Regions from separate parts of the Sus scrofa genome. Here regions 1, 3 and 4 are each linked to region 2. The links are chromatin contacts, called in public HiChIP or PLAC-seq and promoter capture Hi-C maps. All regions are on one chromosome and are shown on one strand. Each heading gives the region's core, a stretch centred on a gene start, on an enhancer-like site or on the middle of the called end of the contact. The rest is flanking DNA. Distances are from core to core; before and after follow the strand shown. Region 1 holds the start of BEND7 (BEN domain-containing protein 7). Region 2 holds the start of SEPHS1 (selenide, water dikinase 1). Region 3 holds the start of LOC100736825 (protein transport protein SEC31-like). Region 4 holds the start of PRPF18 (PRP18 pre-mRNA processing factor 18 homolog (S. cerevisiae)).

Evidence for each region. Promoter capture Hi-C pulls out the DNA fragments that hold promoters and counts their contacts. HiChIP or PLAC-seq counts read pairs in DNA pulled down with a chosen protein or histone mark.
Region 1: an H3K27ac HiChIP or PLAC-seq map of alveolar macrophages shows a contact between it and region 2. The contact joins the promoter of BEND7 here to the promoter of SEPHS1 in region 2. A contact is called at or near these places in 3 of 47 Hi-C or Micro-C datasets (embryonic fibroblasts, fibroblasts and skeletal muscle) and 2 of 2 datasets of contacts at active chromatin or transcription factors (alveolar macrophages and skeletal muscle).
Region 3: a contact with region 2 is called in an H3K27ac HiChIP or PLAC-seq map of alveolar macrophages. The contact joins the promoter of LOC100736825 here to the promoter of SEPHS1 in region 2. A contact is called at or near these places in 1 of 5 promoter capture datasets (liver), 2 of 47 Hi-C or Micro-C datasets (heart right ventricle and skeletal muscle) and 1 of 2 datasets of contacts at active chromatin or transcription factors (alveolar macrophages).
Region 4: a contact with region 2 is called in a promoter capture Hi-C map of liver, with 4 times the contacts expected there. The contact joins the promoter of PRPF18 here to the promoter of SEPHS1 in region 2. A contact is called at or near these places in 1 of 5 promoter capture datasets (liver) and 1 of 2 datasets of contacts at active chromatin or transcription factors (alveolar macrophages).

Annotation. Positions count from the first base shown.
Region 1 is chr10:48,176,341-48,179,040 of Sscrofa11.1, reverse strand. BEND7 (BEN domain-containing protein 7) reads right to left here and starts at 1,447. Exons shown (of 8, transcript XM_021064855.1): 1 at 1,137-1,447; 2 at 126-324. The coding sequence starts at 186.
Region 2 is chr10:48,357,992-48,360,691 of Sscrofa11.1, reverse strand. SEPHS1 (selenide, water dikinase 1) reads right to left here and starts at 1,313. Exons shown (of 9, transcript XM_021064859.1): 1 at 997-1,313.
Region 3 is chr10:48,582,889-48,585,588 of Sscrofa11.1, reverse strand. LOC100736825 (protein transport protein SEC31-like) reads right to left here and starts at 1,255. Exons shown (of 3, transcript XM_021064282.1): 1 at 1,018-1,255. The coding sequence starts at 1,255. It also overlaps a transcript of OPTN not described here.
Region 4 is chr10:48,120,813-48,123,512 of Sscrofa11.1, reverse strand. PRPF18 (PRP18 pre-mRNA processing factor 18 homolog (S. cerevisiae)) reads left to right here and starts at 1,333. Exons shown (of 10, transcript NM_001244859.1): 1 at 1,333-1,483. The coding sequence starts at 1,418.

The DNA of each region.
Region 1 (2,700 bases), core at 198-2,697, 180 kb after region 2:
CCCGGAGTGACCGCGCGGCCGCGGCGAGGGGCGAGGGGCCGGGGGCTGTTTACGCGGCGCCAGATCCTCCCTCCGCCGCCCGCACGCCCCCCGCCCGGGCCGGCTCGGCCCGGCCCGCCGCTTACCTCGGCTCACCAGTTTGAAGCTCTGCGATTTCCTGCTCCTCTTCCTCTCCGAGAACTCCATGGTGCCGCGGGCAGGCAGGGCAGGGGCTGCGGCCGGGGGCGGCCGGCCGGGCGGAGGGAGGGAGCGGCGGCCGAGGCGGCGGCGGCGGCGCTGGCTCTTGTCACCCGGCAGCGGGAGCGCGGGGACCAAGGTCCGTCTCTTGGATCCGCAGGGGGGAGGCACAGGCGAGGGAAAAACCACTCGAGCCCGCCCGGGGGCTGCGGCCGGCGGGGCTGGGTGGGAGGCGCTCTCCCGGGAGAAGTTGCCCCCTCCTGGCCGCCGCTCAGCGCGCCCCCCGAGCCCGGCTCATCCCCGGCTGCTGGGCGAGACGCCGCCGGAGCCGAACTTTCCGTTGGGGAGCGAGTTGGGGGCGGGGAGGGCGGGCCGGAGCTGCCGGCGCCCTGGGCGCTCGCCGCGGGCCGGCCTGGGCGCAGCTCCGGACGCGGCGGCGGCGGTGGCGGCGGCGAGCGCGGCCCCGGGGACGCGGCCGGCGGGCGGGCGGGCCGAGGGCGGCGGCGGCGGCGGGGTGCTAGCCGGGTCGGGGCGCTGACCGCCCCCGCGGGAGGAGGGGCGCTGCGAGGAGGCGGCGCCGCCGGGACCCCGGGGCCACCTGCTGGCAGAGCGCGGCCGCCGCCACCCACCGGCCTGGCCTCGCGGCGCCCCGAGGAGAAGCCGGAGGCCGCGGCGCAGCGCCCTCGGCCCGGCTGGCCGCCCTGCCAACCCCCGGGGACGGCGGGCCGTGCCCGGCGCGGGGGGTCGGCGAGTCGGGGCGCTGCTGTCGGGGGCTCGGCTCCCTGCCCGGAGCGTGCCCGCCGCTCCCCGGGGCGGATCTCGTTCTCAATAGCCCTGGGTGTCTGAGACCCTCGTGGCCAGCTCACTCCTCGCCTTGAGATTCAGGGTGTCGGAGGGCCAAACTCCCTGGTTTCAGGCAAGTTTGGGGGTGGGGGTGGGGAACCAAACCAAAAACTTACCCATCTGCGCTCTGCAAGGAGGAGAGGTTTTAGAATTTACGGATGAAGCCGAGTATGGAAAAGAGTAAGCTTCAGTTCTTTACCACCCCAGTACAGGAGGGTTGCAAGAAGATCGGGAGTTAGAGTCAAGGAGAGAACTTGGAATGTGGGGCTTGGGAGGGCGGAAGGGGTGAGCCGTGCGACGTCAGTGGGTGCAGGATCGCTCTGCTGACTCTGAGGGAAGAAATGGCCAAGGCAGGTGCCGAGGGCTCTGCCATTTCGTGTAAGAACTCCAGAATAATTGGCAGGAACGCAAAGCTTGTATTCGTTTTATATAATATTCTTTTCTAGGGAGCGAAGAGCGCACTATTGCTTCCTCACACCAACTTCATTGTGCGGATGGAAGAGAATTTTATACCACCTGGGAATGGTAGTACAGAAAGGTGATCTGACAAGCCTAAAAGTACTGCCGTCAAACTGATCATCTCTAGACCAAATACAAAGAGAGAAAAGAGATGGACGACCCATCTAGCCCTGTGACAAATTCAGGTGGCCTCAAAAGAGTACAGAAGAGTGAGGGGAAAGGGTATGTTGATAAATGTGGTAACAGGTTCCACCGTGAGTCTCATTCAAATGGGGGAGACAGCTTCTCAGGATCCACTCTTATTTAAGAGGGACAACTAGGAGGAAGGGGGAAGCGGGAGGCCACCTGCATAAATGCACCTGCACCAGGAAATCAAATTAAGGAACAAGTAACCCACCAAATACTGGAAGCAGAGCCTGGTACACCTTCTGAGGTCTTATGTTAGGTGGTATATATGCAGCAAGTGGGGAGGCTGTTTATATATCCCTGGCTTGGAGATGAGACAGAGGACTGTTCAAACCCTTAAATAAGAGGTTCTGAACCTATTGGGTCACTCTCTCCTCAGAGATTATATGCAGAGCTCAGGGCCTTTGCCCAGAAAACATGTGTAGGACAAACAAAATTTTGTGTAGATTTTTTTGTGTGTGTGTGTGAGTTCTAAAAGGTGGCAGAAAGAGTTAAAGGGATAACAAGGGTTAGTCACCTACCGAATTTGGTTCTCTACCATTTAATACCCCCTCCCCGCCTTAGAACCAAACACCCAAAGATGTTTTGAAGGTGTCTAAAGAAATAAAGAGTATGATTTTGTTCCCTGGGCTGGGACCCTTATTTCTTTCTCGTAATGCCTCTAAAAATATTATTCCAGAAGCCGCAAGGCTGAACACTATACTGATTGAGAAACATTGAGGATCGTTCATGCCTTGGAGCATAAAATGAGATTTTATTATGCTTAAGCTATGATGAAATCATTGAAGGTGCCATACTAAGAAGCAGATCCCTAGGGGGATTTTAACAACTTAGCATTTTCAGTTCAAGAGGGGATATGAATTCTATTTGCTGAAGAAAATATTTTTGATACAGTTATGAAGAAAATTTTTCATTGTAATAATGTTTTAAAATAATGGTCATTTTCCTTGACCCTTCTTCCTGGCTCAATATGAATGGTCTGTGTGCAATTTGGTCTACTGAGGTCATAGGTCAGGCCTGTCCTATTAACATGTA
Region 2 (2,700 bases), core at 64-2,563:
CGGACCCCAAAGTCGCCAGTTTACACCTTTAAAACAATGCCATGAATATTTAAAGACGACAGTTAACCCTTTCCTTCTCGGCCACGTTTAAGTTTTTTCAAACGAGGGCGCTAGGCGGGTCGCAGAGCCGGGGTAAGTGGGGGCGGGAGAGGGGGCAGCCGCGGCCCGGTACCTACCTCCCCCCAGGTCCCTAAGCCCAGGAAATAAGCAATGGGGGGGACGCGGCGAGGTGGACGAAGGGGCCAGGCGCCCTCGGGGAAGCACGCGTCGAGGCGGCTGCCGGAGCGCCGAGTGCAGCACGCGGGGACACCTTAAATCCCCGGCTGCCGCCTTTAAAGGCAACCCGGGCCCGGGCTCTTTGTGCGGCGCAGCCGGGCGGAGGCGGAGCGGGACGGCCGGCGGGGCCATGCCCGCCCGCCCTCTGTCCCGGTGGCTGCGGCGGGAACCGTGCGGCCCAGGCCACGGGGAGGGCGCGAGGCGCGCACAGCCCACCGGCCGCTGCGGGTCCCCTGACTCGCGGCCTGGCCAGGTCGGGGCGTCCGGGGTCAGGCGGCCCCCGCGGGCGGGGGTGGGGGTGGGGGTGGGGAGGGCCCGGAGGCGCCGCGCGCCGCGCCCGGGAGACCGGGCTGGGCTCTCCCGCCGCGCGCGCGGGCCGCCGCCGCCGCAGCACAAAAATGTCGGCGGGCGAAAAAATTAACCCCTGCGTCGCCGCCGCCGCCCTCCCCCTCCACTCCTCCCCCGCCCTCTCCTCCCTCCCTCCTTCCCCGGCCCCGCGCGGCGGCGGCGGCGGCGCGGGCGGTGCTTCTTTTTTAAAGCGGCCCCACCAAGCCCTGGCTCGGCCCCTCTCCAGGCAGCGCTGCAGAGCGCCGGCCGTGCACGGCTCCCGCGGCGCCCGGGCGGCCCGCGGGGGGATCCGCACGGCCGCCCTGGGCCTGCGGACGAATATTCCCCTTTAAGCTTGGTGTCTCGCCCCCCCTCCCTGAACCAGGCGCTTACCGGTTCGCTTTGCGCCCTCCGCCTCCTCCCGCGAACGGGACTCCGCCGCTCCCACAATGCACCGGGCGCGGCCGGGCTCCCTTAAGCGTCGCCTGAATAAAAAGGCCGCTCCAGGCGGCGGAGGGCGGGAGGACCCTGGGCCGCGCCTGGGCGCCGCGGGGGCTCAGCCTGGCTCGGCGGGCCCCTGCCGGGAACCGGGCCGCCGCGCTCCACCGTGCGCTGCGAGCGAGGGGCCTTTAAGGGCCGGCTCCCTCCCTTTAAGAGGCGGTGAGCCGCGGCCTGAGCGGCTCGGTGGCTGCGTGCGGCCCGGGAAGGGGGCGGGGGCGATGTGCAGGCCCGAGCGCGGCAATGATTGGTCTCGGGGGAAGGGTGGGGGGTTGCAAACCCGAGGAGCGGTGGCATCCGTTGCATGATGCAAAAAGGATTGATTTCAAAAGTTGCGAGTTGCATTGGCAGCAGCCTTTGGCGCCCGGGCCACCTCCTTTTCCTTGACCCGCTGGAAAGGCTGGGAATGTTTCCCCAAACCTGGCGGGCTCGACCGCGCTGCGTTCTGCCGGACGCTGTACCTGTTCCCCGCGCGAGTGCTTTCCAACGCCAGACAGTAATCTGGGAAACAACTTGCAAATAGAGTAGGAGCAGAGGGAAGGCTCCCTCTGCTGCGATGAAGGACTTGGAAACTCAGACGGCGCGCTTGGTTAATAACGACTTCCATCGTCTCCCTTCTATTGTTCACCCTGGCTGAGGGAATTAACGTGAGCCTTAGTGAACACGCACACGTCCTGCAAAGTTTCTTGAAGGTTTCATATGCTTGGTAGGAAGTCAGCTTCAGGTTCCTCGGTTACATTGTTTGCCCTCCGCAGGTCCAAGTAAACATGGCAGCCTCATAGTGGATGTGTTTGAAGTCACACTCACAGGAGCGCCTCAGCTTGTGAAATTACTTTTTTCAGATTTTCAACTTTCTAGTGCAATGCTGAATAAAATAAAGCAAGGTGCTTTCCTACGACGTCTTTTAGGGCTTCCCTTAAAACCGAGGCGTGGGGAGGAATGCCGACCAAACTTTTCTGGAGGGTGTTCATCATTTTCCAAATCTGTGTGGGGGCAGAAGTGCTTTAGGTTATGTTGTCAGGTTGGCAGGACACGCAGATGCCCATTTCATTCTGGAAATTTCTGCTTAACAGTTCCCCAGGGTTTTGATCTAGGTGAGGATGCAGTCGTGACCGGGTTGCTGCAGGCTCCTCTTTCTCTGTCCTTTCTGCGTATCCCTATAGTAAGTTAGGAAAAAACAGAATAGCCTGGAGTCTTTAATGTCATGCTTTGGGCTTTTGTAAGAGTGGCAACCCTGTGGTTGACAAACCTAGATTTGTCTCTGAATCGCCTTGTGGAAAGGCATGTATACACAAACCCAGCCAACACCCCAGACCTCCAGAGTGGGGGAAGGAGGCTGCAGGTATCTTAATTCCTCTTATCCCCTCCCTTTTAAAATCAGTTCTGTAGCGTTTTGGTATTGTGTGTTTGTTTATTTTTTGGCAAAAAAAAATCACAACTAGAAAGAAAGATCCGGGGGGGCTGGTGGGAGGTGGCTCAACGGAGGTGTGTAAGGGCCCTTGGTGACGATGCGTGTTTCGGGCAGAGGAGTCTGATGTTTGTGCCGTAGTCAGCAGAGTGTGTCGGATTTGTTTTTTTTACAAGTTTAGCTTGTGAAAG
Region 3 (2,700 bases), core at 6-2,505, 220 kb before region 2:
TGGCCTTTCAAGAATCCTGCAAAATATACTTGGCGATAGGAAACACAAGGGGATCAGCCATTTCTCCAAATAAAGGGGGTATGTCAAGAGGGGGCACCGAAAGCATGAAACCAATGAGCATCTCACTAAATAGCCTCCCACACTGCTTTGCATTCACCTACCGCAAAACCACATCAGTGAACAGCGGGGAAGCATGTTATAATTTCAGTGTTCTTAGCTGCGCTGAGATTCTATCTAGTCATGGAAGCATCAGAGAGGACGGGGCACCACCCTCCTCCCCACCCCAACTCTTTAAGCTAAGCAGAGCTGGCTTTAACACTTGCTGTAAGAATAGCTACTAACCTGACATATCAGGCATTGTTCTGAGTGCTTCCGTGTGTTATCCCTTAATCCTCACAATGACGTTAAGAAGTAAGCTCTGTATATCCAAATCCTTTATTTAAAGTCTTCCGAGCAAGCTGTTTCAGAACGCAGAATTTTTTGGATTTTAGGAAGATATTAAGGTGCATGTAATTTATACACTTCCCCAAAAGGGTCTGAAACAGATTTCGTACAAACTAATTAAGGTGCCTTCAGGGAAACAAATAATCCCAAGTGATGGAAATTAACACTGTATACAACTTACTTTACATCGGTTTGGGTCAGGTTTTGCCACCAAATGAACTAAGAAAGGCTTTAGATTTTCAGGCTCTTGGAATTTTGGACTGTAATAGGCTCCACTTTACAGATAAAGAGAATGAGGCACCGCAAGATAGGTAACGTCCAAGGTCACATAGTTAAGAAGTGGTGAGAGGGCTCAAGCTTTCAGGACCAAGGGGGTCAGGAGAAAACCACCTCGACACACTTTCTGTACCAGAAACTACCCCACCCTAGACCTTTTCACCGCACAGCCAGCGGCTGCGTATGCCCTCCCCTCCTCACCCCATTCCTTCCCTGCTTAGAGCTTCTGTAGTACTCATTTTATCTCTCCTTAATGCGGTTTAAAATAGCGGAGGCGAGCCTGTAGCGTCAACTTACCCCAGGCACCCCTAACAATCGCAGGAGGAACGTTCAGGAATTGGGTCTGGGGCAGGTACTGACTTTTAGCCCTCCCAGCCCTGCGTAGGGGGTTAACTTCAGGGGGGTGTGGAGGGCCACGCACGAAGAGCTGGCCTGGAGCAGGAGGTCTCAAGAGAGGAGTCGAATCCTTCAGGAGACCAGGAGAGGGCGCGTCCGCCTTTTCCCGTTTGAATTTCTTTTCTTTCCCTTCCCCCATCCGTTTTTCTATCTAACTAGCGAGAAGCTTGTTTGCTCAATTACATGCTTGGTATCCAGCTGATGGGGGCTGTGTCAGCCCCTTCATTTGTAAACCAAGCTCTTCCCTCCTGTGATGTCCTTCCTGGTCTTCTGCAGAAAACTGCTCCCAGACCGTCTCTCCCACCTCCTAGGATCCCACCCTAATTTCTGTTTTCTTGTCTTGCACGAGGAGCTTGTTACCAGAAGAGCTTGCCACACTGGCTTGGCAGAGACCTTGACCTCGCGATCAGATGCCTTGTGTGTCCTGCGTCTGCTTCCTTGCTTATCCCTTTACGTTCTCGCGGTGCTTGGAATGCAGACTAAGGCGGCTCTCCCTTCCTCGTCTGGTTTTCTTCCTTTCTTTCCCTCCCTCCCTTCCTTTTTTCTTTTTTTTTTTTCAAGGCCGCACCCGCGGCATATGGAAGTTCCCAGGCTAGGGGCAGAGCTGTAACTGCCTGATTACGCCACAGCAACGCGGGATCCGAGCGGCATCTGGGACCTACTTCATAACTCATGGCAATGCCAGATCCTTGACCCACTGAGCAAGGCCAGAGATCCAACCCGCATCCTCATGCATACTAGTCGGAGTTATTGCTGAGCCACATGGGGGAACTCCCTTGATTTCTTTCTTTTCATTCTGTCTAGTCCATTCCAGATAAAATCCAGGTCAATCCAGCAATCTCACCTGCCTTGAGCACCTGGAGCATCCAGTTGTCAGCTGATGGCTTGTTCCCCGGGAACAAGAATCCGAGAAGCATCCTGCAGGCTTCCTGTTTTTATTTGATTATTTATATATATATATATTTTTTTTAGAGTTAAGTTTTATTTGGGTGAAGTTAGGACTTAGGCCCGAGAGACAGCATCTGAGAAACCGCTTGGAGGCTTTGTGTTTTTAATTAAAAGTCTATTTTAAGGACAAAACCCGGTGGAAAGCCATGCGTGCAAGGTTAACTATATCTAGATGTAAGGCCTTTAACAGAGATCTAGGCTTTGACCCAAGGATGCCTGAGACCATCGTCCCTCTCTTTCCGTGGGGCACAGCCCCCAGTGGCTCTGGACTTATATAGGGACCCCCCCCCGCAGCGAAGACCGACTCCTTACACTTCATTTAATTAGTAATTTATTTTAATCAAGGAAGAATGTCACGGTCGTCACACTGACACCTTGGGAGGGAGCTACGCTAATCATACCACCAACGCTTATTCACCTTGGCCAATCCGGCATTAACCAGGTCAGGGCCTAGAGTTGTAGGCTGGCTCATGGGAGAGAAGGGGTGGCGCGATCCGCTGGGGCCTATGCGGGGCGGGGCGTTTGGGAGAGAGACCTGAGGAGGGGCGCGGCCTGGCGAGGGGGCGGGGAGTTGGGGCGGGGCCTTAGGGAGGCGGGGCCCGGGAAATTCCCCCGCGGAGGTGGGGAGGCCAGCGG
Region 4 (2,700 bases), core at 84-2,583, 240 kb after region 2:
TTTGGTTGCATGTACCTCCCCTTTCACCCAAGTCCCATTTACTGACGTCCCCCCTACCTCTTTGGAGCAGTGTCTCAGAGCACCCTGAAATGCTGCCTCCTGGGCTATGGTCCTCACTTTGCTCCAAATAAAACTTAATTCACAACTCTCAGGTTGTGCATTTAAAAAAAAAAAGTCAGCTGTAAATTGAAACAAACAATTCTCTTTCTTTTATTTTGTTAAACCATCTCACCCATTATCAAATGACTGAATAGTATTTCTTTCCCTTTTAGTGTGGACAAAGCAACATGCCATATACTGTTCATTTATGACTTAACCAGAAATTTAAAAACAGCTTCAGAGTTCCTGCTGTGGCACAGTGGGTTAAAGACCCAGTGTTGCCTCGGCTGTGGCAGAGGTTGCAGATGGGGCTTGAATCAGGAACTTCCATATGCCACAGCTCCAGCCAAAAAAGGAATAAATAAATAAATAAATAAATAAACAAACAAACAAACAAACACAGCTTCAATGGCATAGAAACAAAAAATGCATTGTAAACAGTTGTTAGGGTCTTTTAAAAATTAAAATCTCTGATAACATTTTGGTCCACTTTAATTGTTCTTCTTGGATTGGTCTTTAAAAAAAAAAAAGAATTTCTGATTAGACCTCCAATCATCTCACTGAAAATCTTGATTGCTGAACACATTAACTAAAGAAATTATTTCAGTTTGTTGGGGTAAATGTTCAATTATCACCAAAATATGTAAGCAATCTAGAACTCAGGTAGGAGAGACAAATTTACCTCAATGTATGTAGTGACTAGCCTATGTTTACAGGAAATTCACAGACTAGCAATGAATACCTTTTACTCTATACTTATGAGATGGTATATTGTTCAGGGTTTTCTTACTCTAGCACATTAATTTGGTAAGCAGGTAACTTCAGGAACTCTGCTATGAACTCCCTCTGTAATTAAGGATCTGGCCTTAATTAACGTAATTGAAGTGTTCGACTAAGAGGTTTCTTGCACCTGAGCTAGTAGGTACATGCAAGTATAGTTATGTCTTCCTTTTTTTATTGAAGTATAACTGACATAGTTATAATAATTTAACTTAAAAATGCAGCATCGATTCAGAATACTCGTATTCCATTTCAGTTCACGTTCATTGCATCTTTACTAATGGAAACTACAAGTGTGCTGTTGGAGGATGCCGCCAGGGGCGCTAATCCACAATGGCTTCGTCAACAATAGGTAACCCGGAGCGCTCTTTCCCCTCCTCTCGCTCAACTCAGCTTCCGCCGGAAGTGGCCATGTAAGTTGTTGTCGTTCGGTGTTTGGGTTCACTTCATGTAGTAGGTGCGCGGCGGCTGGCTGGGTGGAAAGGTTTGGTCCGAGGAGCCGCAGAGGGGCGACTCGAGCTTAAAGCCGGGCAGAAAAATGGACGTTCTTAAGTCCGAGATCCTCCGGAAGCGGCAGTTGGTGGAAGACAGGAACCTGTTGGTGGTGAGGATAGTTGGGGTCATGGGGCGTTGGCGCTGGAGGAGCTGAGAGTTTGCGTGGGGGAGGGGTTGGGGGAGGGCTACGGTACTGAAAGGGTCCTTGCTGGTGGGGCTTAGCCAGAGCCCCGCCACTGCTTCGGAGTGACTCTCTCTAGACCCACTGTGCCGTCGGTACTCACTCTAGAACCTTTGGGATGGAAGTGTGGGAATTGTAGGAAAAACCGAGATTTTGGAAGTCCCTCCCCTCTCCCCCCAACTGTTGCTTGTAGCCATTCCCATATGTAGGTATTCTTGCGACGTGTCCCATTTCCACTTCTGTCGTTTTACGAAGGATTTGTGCCCAACTGGAATGTAAAGGAAGAGCCGATTCGGAATTACTCCTTAGAATTCTTTGGTTTCTTTCTTTTAGTGTCAGAAGTTCTTAGATAACCGAAGTAAAGCGAATCACCGAAGTAGTAATTAGTAAAAGTTGACTGTGCGCACACCAGCAAACAATCCCAAAAATCAGTTCGCCACCCAAAACCTGGAATGAGGCCCAGGTGTAGGTTGTTATAAAGCAGCTTCTATGATGGGGAGGCAGTGACTGTTTTTTCTTCGCAGTGCTCATATATTAGAATTTTGTTAAATGATAGGGAATTGGCTAATGGTTACTTCATATCGTTTTGGGGAAACAGTTTTAAGTTTTGCTTATGATTTCCAGAGGCTTAAGCAAGAAATGGCTCAAGTCAAATTAGTCTTGTGGGATAAGCTAAATTGAGTTTTGACTGAATTGATTTTGTCTGGAGTGTTTAAGGCTGGTGTTTGTGTGTGATTTTAACCTCAGTAAAACCCAATTTAAAAAGGTTCCCCCACACCCCCAGCATATACAAAAGCTAATTGACGAGCTCTCGTCACTAAAGGAGAAGGTTAAGACGCGAGTTAGTAAAGAGGAGAAAGAATTACCTGATTGTAGAACTTCTTTCTTGAACCTCCATCATGGACGGATCACAGCATTTGGTGTCAGGATCTCTTTCTACTCATCCAGAATTATTGAGGGTCCCAAAGGGCTTTTGTTGGTGGGTTTATCAATATTTACTGTTAGAAGTGAAAGCTGAGAGGTTTTAAAAATGGGTAATTCAGGAGTTCCCGTCGTGGCTCAGTGGTTAACGAATCCGACTAGGAACCATGAGGTCACGGGTTCGGTCCCTGCCCTTGCTCAGTGGGTTAATGATCCGGCGTTGC